Linked DNA regions of Gossypium hirsutum: region 2 is linked to region 1. Evidence: chromatin contacts called from public Hi-C data. All regions are on one chromosome and are shown on one strand. Each heading gives the region's core, a stretch centred on a gene start, on an enhancer-like site or on the middle of the called end of the contact. The rest is flanking DNA. Distances are from core to core; before and after follow the strand shown. Region 1 holds the start of LOC107899490 (aquaporin TIP1-1). Region 2 holds the start of LOC107948599 (ACT domain-containing protein ACR10).

Region 1 (6,168 bases), core at 2,641-5,140:
ACAGTAAATAGACAGATCTTGGACTGGTGTTCATTAAAGCATATTTGACTATACACTCTATACAAAGCATATTTGATGATTTGGTTAAGCCATCCTATAAAGTTTGGGCTACCTCGACTTTATTCAATTAAGTTTTGAGGGGTATTTCGGTGGTAGAAGTAGAAGTAAGAGTAAGGTTTGTCTAAAAATAAAACTTGAAATTAAGTTGTAACTGATAATTTAGTAATCAAATCAAGGTCTCTTTCATTGTGGATGAAAGGAGAGAACAACATAAGCAAATTAAAAGATTGATGGAGGCATATGGTGACCTTAAAATGAAAAGCTAGCCAATTAATTGTGCCCGAATACAATACAAACTTGATTCTGTTTATACGACCGAAAGGTCCCCTGATGAAGACTTCCATTTCAGGCCAATTGTCATGCCCTGTAATTAATTCATAGCCCTGGGTCCCCCATTCCAATTCTGAAACTAACAATACGGTGAGAAATCTTTTGTTAATATCCTCTTCTTTCCTTATGATTCAGATTTTTAAATTGATATTCATCTATGCATGCCACCCTTGTATAGCATCTCCTTAAGTTTTGATTAAAAGATGATTATAATTGTCGATAGATCTTGCCTAGTCAAGCTAAGCCTCATACACTCAAAAATCTCTTACTTAGTGGAATACCACAGACATTGTTCATTTTGAACATACTAAACAAGTTTTCATCTTTTTTTCTAAATCATCTTCAAGCATTCAAACCTCTTCTTTTTATTAGCATAACTTTTTTTCTGGATTGTGTTTCGTATATTTTTTTTGTCCATGTAATATCATATTTAATATTTTTTTAAAATATTTATTGTTGTTAACTAGTATTCCTTTTGTTCATTATCATGTGTTATTCGTTTGGTTTAAACAAGTCGTATATGTTAGAAATTAAATAAGTGAAGAGGGGCTTGAAATGGTGATGGGCGAAGATCCCGGTGGAAAGGAGGGTAGGGGTCATGCCATGCCATGCCATGAGGGTGGGTCGGTACAGCTGGCGGTGGAGTCAAAGGGGGTGGGGCGGTTTTGTTACTTATTGTGGGCATGATGCCCAACCAATCACCATTGCCAGCCTGGTTTCTAACATGCTCTAATCTCCTCTTTCCTTTCTGTTTTTCATATTTGTGAACAATTTCATTTTTAAAAAGAATTATTAGAAAATAAACTAGTATAGTATGCATCAGTTGGATCAATTTTTTCATATTGAGAACAAGTCCTTTTCAAAAAAAAAAGAATTAAATTAAATTGCAATATTTATCTACTTTTGGCTTTTCTATCTCAGCTTTTATAATAATAAAAAAGTGCAGTAATGATGACCCAAATAAATGCTCATTCCATAAGAGAGTAGTAGAGGTTTCCAGCTTTCTACAATGATAAAATATAATATTTCAAATTTACCGACAAAAAGCTGTAAAATCTTGTTTCTATTTAAATAAAAATGGGTGGTGGATAAGAAGAACACATGAGGAAAGAGAGTTAGTTGAACTTCCATAATTGTCAATCATAATAAGTACCAAAGAGAAGCTTAATTTAATCAGAGTTATTCAAGCATTTCATGTGCTTTCTCTTTAGGGTAAGGAAGCTCACTACCCCTACCTTATCAACTATTCTTTTTTATTATTATTTACACATCCACCTTTATCCATACTGAATTTAGATTTTTACCATTCACACTATTCATCTTTTCTTGCACTAAATTAGAAAATCATATACTCCACCCAACAACTAAATTTGCTTTATTATATATAAACAATGGTTTGGATATACTTTTATTTAAGTTTTATTATATACAGTTAATGTCGAATATATTCTAGTTGTTAATTTGTTCGTGTTTTATAATGTTCATTTGAATTAGATATATGTCATGCATTACAAAATTTCTATTCTAATCTCTGCTCTTGTTGCCCATCTACGAAAGAGACAATTAGGGTATGAAACTTAAAACTATAGATTTCTTTTTTATGAAATTAATGAAAAATTCAATTAAAGAATCTCTCAAGAAAAGAAAAAAAATCCGTGGCTTAGCTGTCTCATTCACTAAACATTTTAGGGTTGGCTTACTTGGGGGGACCTCTCCATTACTTAAATCACTAAAATTGCCATTCAAGTTTTCAAGTTTTACCAACCATTTGATTTTACACAATTAGCATTATATAAAATATTATCATTAGCTAATGTCATGTGGAATATGCTGAGCATAACCAAATTCAAGATCCTTTTTTCTCAGAAAATTTTATTTGAATTAGGTTTTATTTTTTTTTAAAAAAATACAATTCTTATAGTAAATTTAAGGACAAATTATGGTATTAGTCCCTATAATTTACAAAAGTTGTAGATTTAGTTCCTGTATGTTTATTTGATTAATTTTAGTCCATGTACTTTTCAAATTTTGAAATTTTAGTCCTGGCCCAAACAATAGAAATTAAATTTGTTTGGTTGAATTCAATTACTAATTATGTAATATGCATACAGTTATAGATTGAGTCAATTTTCTCCAAGTGGACCATTCTAAGTCCTTATACTATTTCAAAATTTGAAATTTTATACTTTATATGAATGACAATCATTAATCCGTTAATTTGGGGTTTTAGTGAGTAATATTTAAAAATAATACACTAATATAGCATTTTACATATTATAATATATTTGGCGCATCAAAATTTAAAAATAGTAGAATTATACTTAATGAAATTAACAATTACTATTTGGTGAGATTAAAATTTGGGAAATAAAAAAAATAAAAATAAGCAAATAAAAGTATAAAGATTAAGTAAATAATATTTGAAAAGTATGAAGGAGTAAAGGAAGAATCTAAAAAAGTGAATTTGCATTATGAATAAAGGGGCCGGGTGTCTTTTTGGATGGGGCCATGTCTAGCTATAATTTGCAATTGAAAGGTTTGAAGATGATTTATTTCAAATTAATAATGGACTAACAATAAACCCTTTTGTGTAATGATAATTAGGCTAATGTTAAAGGTTCACATCATAGTTACTGATGATGAGAAGAGAGTAAATGCATGTGTTATTAGAGGTTGTTATGATAATGAGAAAATTGAAGGTTTTTTTTTTTTCATAAAAGTATATAAGGTGACGTAGTATGGACTAAATATATGATTGAAGTTGCTTGTGATGAATACTACATTTTTGGATAATGAATACTTCAACTTCACTTAATTATTGCCATTAAATGTTGCAATTTCTTTTGATTAAATTTTAAGAAAAACTTCTCTTCACACCATTTCATTTGTAATTAGTTTTGATGTAAAACTATAATTTGACTCAAACTTGTTAAATCTCATCATAGCATTAAAAATCATTCCTATCCAGACTACAAAACGTGAACAAACTTTTCACGTTCTTCCCATTCTTTTCCTCCTACATATTTTTAATCTTCACCACACCCAATATCTCTCAGCCGCCGGATCCCACACTCAGTAGTCCCTTAGTCTACGTGTCCAAATCATATTGTTTCATGGCAGTCTATCCCATTAGTTTGTGAATTATCCTTCTATTTTTTAAAAATGTTTCCATCTTTCGAGAGGGAGCCGAGAAAGCAAACAAAATATCGGCTAAACGCCGCACATTTTCATGGATCTTATCCTACATGAACACGTGGCAATCATTCATCCACCTCACATCACTCCCTCTTCGCTGTCTTAACGGGGATGACCGGTTCATCCCGTTTCCCAAAATTACATAAATAATGATATCACAGCCTGTCCACCAATCTCCATCCAAGATAGTACACCCGTCCCCAGATTATTCCACCGGTAACGGATGAATCCCGGTCACCATGGACCAAAGCTTTCAAATATAAGTAAGAGGTAGAGCCGAGAAGTGGAGACCAGACTAGACCAGTACTCACTCAACATTCCCATTTCCAATCTCCAGCTCCCAAGGTAAATATGCCGATCAGAAACATAGCAGTTGGCCGGCCCGAAGAGGCGACTCACCCCGATGCTCTCAAGGCAGCTTTGGCTGAGTTCATCTCAACCTTGATCTTCGTTTTCGCTGGATCGGGCTCAGGAATGGCTTTTAACAAGTTGACCGACAACGGAGCAACAACCCCGGCCGGTCTCGTAGCCGCCGCTCTAGCTCATGGCTTCGGTCTTTTCGTCGCTGTCTCCGTTGGCGCCAACATCTCAGGTGGCCACGTCAACCCCGCCGTCACCTTCGGTGCTTTCGTTGGCGGGAACATCACTCTCTTGCGCGGCATTCTTTACTGGATCGCCCAACTCCTAGGCTCAACCGTCGCTTGCCTGTTGCTTAAGTTCGCTACCGGCGACCTGGTAACATCACCATTTCCCTCCAAAATACTCCGTTACAAAATCAGTTATTTCCGTTATTGCACAGTGTCTTATTTTATTTATTAATTTGGCGGGTTTTGTTACGGTGCTTCGCAGGCTGTACCAGCTTTTGGATTGTCATCAGGTGTGGGCGTGTCTAACGCATTGGTTTTCGAAATCGTGATGACCTTCGGATTGGTGTACACAGTGTACGCCACAGCCGTTGATCCCAAAAAGGGAAGCTTGGGAACAATCGCACCATTGGCAATTGGTTTCATCGTGGGGGCCAACATTTTGGCAGGAGGTGCCTTCGATGGAGCCTCAATGAACCCAGCTGTTTCATTCGGACCAGCCTTGGTTAGCTGGACATGGGACAACCACTGGATCTACTGGGTCGGACCCCTTATCGGTGGTGGGCTCGCTGGTCTCATCTACGAGTTCATCTTCATCAGCAACACCCACGAGCAGCTCCCAACCACCGATTATTAAGCCTAATCAGGGTTTAATTGATTTGTCTGTCACTTTGAAACCGGATTTTCTCCGATCACATTTGAGTCTCCTATCTCTTTCCTTGTATTTTGTGTTTAATTTGTGGCCGTCGATCTTGTTTACTTTTTTGTTTTTTTTCATTCCCATCCTCTATCATGATCATCATGAATGGCAGATGTTTACAATTGCATGCCCTGAAAAAATGGTATATGAGTGACTCACTGTAATTCTTTTTTCTTATATTATTGAAAACCAGCGTCAGGGCTGTAAATGTGACTTCTCTCTTTACCTCTTCCTTGTTTCTATCATGTGCATTTCCTATTCACTTTTACCTTTTCTTAAGTAAGATTGTACAGGTGGCATGTTTCATTTAGACAGAATATTTAAAATAATGGAAAAAAAGACATAATAATATATCTAACACTAACCCTAACTCTTTATCCATTTTTAAATAAATTTAGTAATTTTATACGTATAATGATAAATTTAATCATTATTTTTAATAAAAATTAAATTATTTTTATTGAAAAAAATATTGATTAAAATGTTATTTTTAACAATATTAGAATGACAACTTACAAGATGATCCATATATATTTTATGTTGACATGATATTATTTACTTTATATATCATGTTAACAAATAATTTAAATTTTACAAAAAAAATTCAAAAAGTTTAAATAATTTATTAAAAAGTTCATAAATATTAAAAAAAATGAAGTACACAAGATTGTCCCATGTTTAAAAATTTAATGTTTTAATTAGTATTTTTTTTAAATATGATTCAATTCTTTTTGAAAGGTTGATGGCCAAATTTAACCCATTTTTAAAGATAAAAGGTCAAATTTAACTTAAAAAGGAATAAGAGCTAAAATTGATAACATATGTAAACATTGAGGGTTAAATTTATCATTATATCATTTCAATTTCATAAGTAAATTTTAAATATAGCCTTTTAAGTGTTTTATTTATCATTTATTTTTTTTTACTACATACTAAAAAGTGTGTAATGTGAAAAATGCATTCATATAAATACATATATAAATAAACAAATCCAATCATTTTTTATGTTGTATAAGTATAGTTGTTTACGCATATAATAAGCAAACTTAAAATGATTTTACATGAATAACAATATTACTACTTTTTGAAATTTGAGTTGAAATTAAATTTTTATATGGATATAATTATATAAAATAAAAAATAATTCATCAAATTAAATATTAAATTAAAAAGTTGGTATAAACATTAATAATAATTATTTTAATAAAAATAAAAGTTAAATTCTTAATCCTTGCATAAGGACAGAGTTAAGGTGCTGGTAGAGACTCAGCTCCCCCTAAAGTAGAAAATCTCTTTTGA
Region 2 (6,167 bases), core at 2,199-4,698, 280 kb after region 1:
GGTCTTGTTTGTCTGTAACAAACAGAAGAACATCAGCTTTCAAGTTTGTTTAATAGATAGATATCCTGTCAAAATCCCATAGATATTATATCAACTACAGTTAACACATGTTTCTTTTTTTCCCTTCCCCAAACCGGCTAAGGACAAACCAAAGTTGAACATCAGAAAAGACAACACCTTCACTGAACTATGAGAACTTTTAAAAGGTGGAATCTATGACACTCTTGGTCTTCTCATTTGCTGCTATAAAAAAAATATCATGGTGTATATGTCTTCACATGCAACATGAAAGTGATCGAATTAGACAAAGATCAATTCATAGCTGTTTCCGATGTGACATCATAAATTTATCTAGTTTTGTTGGATAAGTCGCAAACCAAGAGCAAAGAAGTTCCCAACAACCACAAAGAAAGAAGGAATATTATTAATGACCAGGAACCACAATGTTAATCGTGTTGCTATCTTTGTACCACTTGATGATCCCTTTTTTTACTACAGTCGATGCTAACCCGGACTCGGAGATGGGTGTTGGATATAAAGATTGGCACCAAAATGATGTGGAAATGAAAAATGACACTAGAAATTTGGTTGGATTGCTTTTCATTTAAAACCAAACTGACCCACAGAAAAGGGTCCACAATCAAAGATACTTTACACAAACAATATATGCATGATATCTACCTCTATGATACATTCATGTATACATGGCCATAACAACTTACTGTTCCTTTTATCTACTTCCTACCAACTGGTTCCTATATTGCAAGGTTAGCCTCAGAAGCTGGACGTGTAAGGTGCGAAGTTCTAGAAAAGTGATCCATATTTACACCGACTCCACATGGTGGTGGCAGGGTAAAGTATACTGTACAGCTGCGCTAGCAACGGCCATTGTGGAGGGGGCAATGTTGTGACCAATCATAGTTATTCCCAACCCATCAAGCGCTTCCAAACTTCTTCCTCAACCTTTCGTCTCAGAATGGATGAACTAGCCCCTTCATCTAGTAGAATCCTGTAAACTTCCCACTCTCGATCTCCGATCATGTGTCTCCCAATCTCTGCCTGAAAAATATGCAGACTCGAAAAGGTTAACCATGCAAATTTCCAGAATAAAAAGGGACAGACACTAGATTCCAAATAAATCAGTTTTTTGTCCGAATCAAGTGGTATAACAAAAGTAATGCATTGATTTATGTTCGGACAGACAGGAACAGCGAAGAGGAATAATCAAGAAAAGCACATATTGCAGAAAAGATGTGTAAAACTTACAGCCACATTATATCAACTCTAATGCAGTGTTAAGTTCAAACTCCCAATGAAGCAAGCTAGTTTTTAAGCAACAAAAATACAGAAAGCATATCAGGGAGAGAGTTGAGGAAGTACCGAGAAGATGCAAGTATTAAGCATCTTTAGAGCAAGGGTAATGTCATAAAAAACAAGAGGCCGGCCCTTGCTTGATAACTCTACGGGATTTGCAACTAGAAGCTCAGTGTCAGGACCCCGGCTCACTACAGTTACTCTTAGTGGTTGGAGCAGTTCCATTTTCAGACGCGACGACAATGCAGTTTGCTTGCTAGGATCAACTATCTTCTTCCCATCGGATTGCATTATAAACAAGTCAATCTCACACTTTCTTCCTTGTTTTATATAGAAGCGTCCATATGAAATCTAGTCACATAACGAAACTGAGGCATTAACAGGGTGGAACTAGTTTTCAGGCTAAGCACGATTCCCTTCCCAATTGAAAATTTAAAAAGTAAAACGGAGCTTCCGCAGTTTGGAAAGGATTCAAGCCAATTATGATAGACAGATGCACATCATAATACTGAACATTGACAATAAAATTTGGAAAAACAATCTACCTGAATGTTGTAATCCTTTAGAGTTCGCGTTATGTCGTATAAAAGACCTTTATGATCTTGACAAACAATCTGAACAAGCGTGTGAGCAAGACTGAGTGAGTTGTCCATCGTGACACAAACATTGTTGGAAGTAAGTGATACACTTGGGAGGTCATTGGACATCTCTAAGTTGAAAATATCATCAGTTATTGCAGACGGAAGATATGGAGATGCTTGAGAACATGCCGTAATTTCTGGTCCAACCTTTTCAATGTTAAAGCTAATCACAGCTTCCTGCATAACATCTTCCAATGCTTTATAAGTCTCCTCTTGCCTATTTTTTGTATGTAATAATTCCCTGAAAAAAAAAATCATAATATTACCAAAGGATATGACTCAAGGTAGAGATGCAAGAGGCCTTAGCGTATCAGGGTTACCACGAGCAGTAATATCATTTAGACATACACATATGTAGTTTGAATAGAAGGCAAATACATGCTGTTTTTTAACAACTGATCCTGGCTAACAAACATAACACATAAACTGAACCTGGTGTCTGTGATGAAGAAAAGGTCCACCACTGTTCCATCAGGAGTTGTTGATACCTTCACTTTCTGTATATTGAGTTCAAGACTAGAGAGAACTTGTGTCACATCTGCCAAACCAAAACATCTAAAATTCATTCACTGATCAAAGTTTTTAACCACATTTTAGAGCTCAAAATCTTGAAAAAGGAAAAAGTGATTACCATGCAGAAGGCCTTTTCTATCAACACAACAAAGCTTGATGAGAAAGACATCAGGAGGCTTAGGAGACTGCAACTCAGAACGGTAATAAGAAATTCCAGAAGCAGAAGAGCAAGAAGGGCAAGCCTGAACTAGTCTTTTCTTCAACAATTCCCACCTTGTCGCTGGCTTACAAACCACCCAAAATACTATATAACACCATTTCCCATCCGTAGATACATCTTCACAAAACAAATCCCCCCAACATAATCATTAATTAATTTTCTTTCTTTTTTTTTAAAACATATATATATATCATAAAGAAGTCTAAACCATGTGACCAAAACTTAAGTCCAAATGATCAAACTTTTGATATACTTCCCAAATGCTCATCATTAAAACCAAAATCAAAACCAAGTTTTTAAAAAAGTAATGGAAAAAGTGGGGAAAAACATGCAAGCTTGGTTTAAAAGAACAAGGGGAGGGGGGGATTTGGAATTACCTCCTCGGACAATGCTAAGACCAAAAAAGAGCAAGATGCGGCATAAATCAGAGCCTAAACCAGTTTTATCAGGGCAGTTAACAGTGATAAGAGAGGGGTCTCCTTCTTTCTCCGACGGCCTTATAATCACAACGTCGTCATGTAGAATACCCATAGTAGTAGTATAACTTGAATGGTTGAAGAAACAGTGAAGAAGTTGGTTTTGATTAGGAATTGATTTGATATATTCTTTGGGTTTTGGTTCAATGAGAAGTTGCAGTGCTTGTTTGAGTAGTAGCGTTGTGGAGAGACAGACAGACAAAACATAAAAAGCAAAGCAAAGCAAAGCAGAGAGAGAGAGAGAGAGAGAGAGGGAAAGTTACTGCTTTGCGTTTCTTGGCTTGTGGTTCACTTGTAGGAGGAGGAGTTGTTTAGCAGTCAATTTTTCTTTCTTTCTTTTCTCGTTTTTACCGTTGGTCTCAAAATCTCGGCAACTACTCCATCCTCATCTCTAACCAATTATGTGAAGCGAATTCAAATTACATTTGAGGATATAAATACCATTAATCTGATAAGTTGGATCCTTTAAACAGTTAATTTCAAACATATAAATAAATAATTTTTAGCATTTCTTGAAATAAAAACTCAATATATCACGATAAAACGACGATATATGTTAATTTACCTTTTTCACTGGGTAAGGTAGTTAGCATGTTACGTCACTCGATGGTAAATCACCTGTACCGCACATAGGCCATCAGCCGCCATCACGTGTCCTTTACTTAAGTTGTGTTTTAATGGTCACGTGACCTTGGATTGCTCTATGACCGAGACCTCGGGAAACTTTTGCCTGTTGGATGGCTGTCCATCGGGCTTCCTTGTATTAATCAATATTTAACTTCTCCCATTTTAGATCTTGGATCCCACTCATATATGTTGCCTTTCCTTCCCTATTTTAGATTTAACTTTTTCTTTAACTATTAAAGTAATTAATTTTATTTATTTTAGGTTACATTTTAATTTTTTACTTTAATGTATTATAATATTTTAGTCATTAAATTATTAATTATAATTAATGATATAACGGTAAATTGACATAACACATTAAATATTCATTACAAACAAAAAATTTAAATTAAATTATATAATTGATATCCATATTTTTTTTTATTTTATGCAATTTAATAATTTTTTATGTTTTTTTTTAACTTTTTTTTTTATTCTCTTCTAATTCTCTCTCTATTTTCTTTCTTTCTTCATCTCTTTTAACATATTTTTTTATATTTTTTATTTGTTAAAACTTTTTTTATTAACAGACAAAACTCACTTGCAATGAATTATTAAGTAAATACGGTTGAAATAGTAATCGAGAGAAAATATCAAATTACTTGAGAAATTTTAGCATAATTATTTTTTAAATCTTAATTTTAATAAAAATAGATAAAAAAAATTTATCACATGTCTTATGGATGAATGGTGAAATTACAAAAATGATGACATTAAAATTAATTATTGTAGTAAATTAAGGGTACAAGATGTGTTTGGACTAAAATGTAATAATGAATGTAAAAAGTAAAAAAAAATACTATTAAAAATATAATATTAAAATAAGTTTGCATATAGATTAAAAACATATTTGATTTAAATAATAAATATAAATTAAATTATAGTATATAGTACTATATGGATAGGTGTCTAATTAAATGTGCATAATGTATATATGGTTATATGTATATATTATGAATTTGTATTGTTGTGTTGGCATTAAATATAGGATAGGAAACTTATTCAATTTTTTTAAAGATTTATTTTTCTCGAAATTTTAATTTTTTAAATATATAAATAGTTTATCCTAATTGTAAATTTTTAAAGTTTATATAAATAATAGCATAAATAAATTTTAGGATAGGTTTAATTTAATACTTGGCCCTCAAATTATGGTTTTTGTTTGAGTTAGGTACCTAAACTGTATTTCGTAACTAATATTGGCCCGTATGTTATACCCGTTTTAAAAAAAACTTTCGGCCAGTAAAAAATTGACACATCATTAAAATGTTATTTCCTTTTATTATAGTTGAAAAATAAAATAAGGGTAAAATTTGCTAGTAATCACCCAACTATTAGTAAATTTCTTTTTTAGTCACCCAACAATGAAAAGTTACAAAATGGTCACCAACAATTCAATTTTATCTTTTTTGGTCACCAATAGGCTAACATGGGAGCTTTTAAAATTAGCATGATAACAATTTTAACCTTCAACATTTATACATTATGTCAATTAAGTCTTGATTCTAAACAAACACATTGTAATTTGGTCATATTTGGAGTTTTGCTTTTTTTTTTCTTGACATTTTTGCCTAAAAAGCTAAAAAAACAAATTTATCATCTACATTTGATTGAAAATATACAAAAATGGAAACACCCAAAAATCCAAAACAATAAATTTTATATTTTTTCATTTTTTTTAAAAATTAACCCTCAATGTCACAAAGAAAAGTAAATTTGCAAAAAAAAAATTACACAATGTGTAAATATTGAGAGTTGGCAAAATGACCGAGGAGGATTGATGCGAGTCTCAATGCCTAATTTCAATGTCAAAAGCCAAGCAAATCATACCTAGATTCGATCAAAGACAATAGGTGAGGTCTTTTCGAGAAAAGGGGGAATGATACATGCATGGAATAAGTGAAATTTATTAAAGTCAATTCAACCAAACTATCAATTTTCAAGTTGAAAAGATTAGTCAAATTGCGACGAATTTTTGGATGAGATCTAGCTATCTATAGGCTTAGATGTCTGAATAGAGTTGAAGAGCTATCTCTTAGCTTCAAAACACACTTTGAAGTACTTGATTTTGAGTTTCAGAACTCAAGTTATAACCCTTTTAGTGAAGTCTGCGCAAGTAGAATTTCTAGATGGGAATATTACAAAAATTACAAGTTTTGGGCTTTTTAGTCGAGTTTAAATCATATTGGGTTTGAATTTCAAGCTTAATTTTTTTATATACGAGCCTAATATTGTATTTATTAAGTTTTATTATTTATTTATTCCGAATTTTGGATAACTTTTAAATATTTTAAGTTATTTAGGAGTTTTATGTCAATAAGAAAGTTTAGTTTAAAA

What was found. A called contact is a pair of places that touch in the nucleus more often than the background predicts.
Region 2: a contact with region 1 is called in a Hi-C map of leaf, with 2.0 times the contacts expected there. The contact joins the promoter of LOC107948599 here to the promoter of LOC107899490 in region 1. A contact is called at or near these places in 2 of 34 Hi-C or Micro-C datasets (callus and leaf).

What each region holds. Positions count from the first base shown.
Region 1 is chrA04:64,938,152-64,944,319 of Gossypium_hirsutum_v2.1, forward strand. LOC107899490 (aquaporin TIP1-1) reads left to right here and starts at 3,891. Exons shown (of 2, transcript NM_001326874.1): 1 at 3,891-4,320; 2 at 4,435-5,102. The coding sequence starts at 3,937. The coding sequence ends at 4,806.
Region 2 is chrA04:65,220,098-65,226,264 of Gossypium_hirsutum_v2.1, forward strand. It overlaps LOC107948599 (ACT domain-containing protein ACR10), which reads right to left and starts at 3,449. Exons shown (of 6, transcript XM_016883213.2): 1 at 3,066-3,449; 2 at 2,587-2,805; 3 at 2,388-2,493; 4 at 1,860-2,196; 5 at 1,381-1,665; 6 at 572-1,059. The coding sequence starts at 3,219. The coding sequence ends at 922.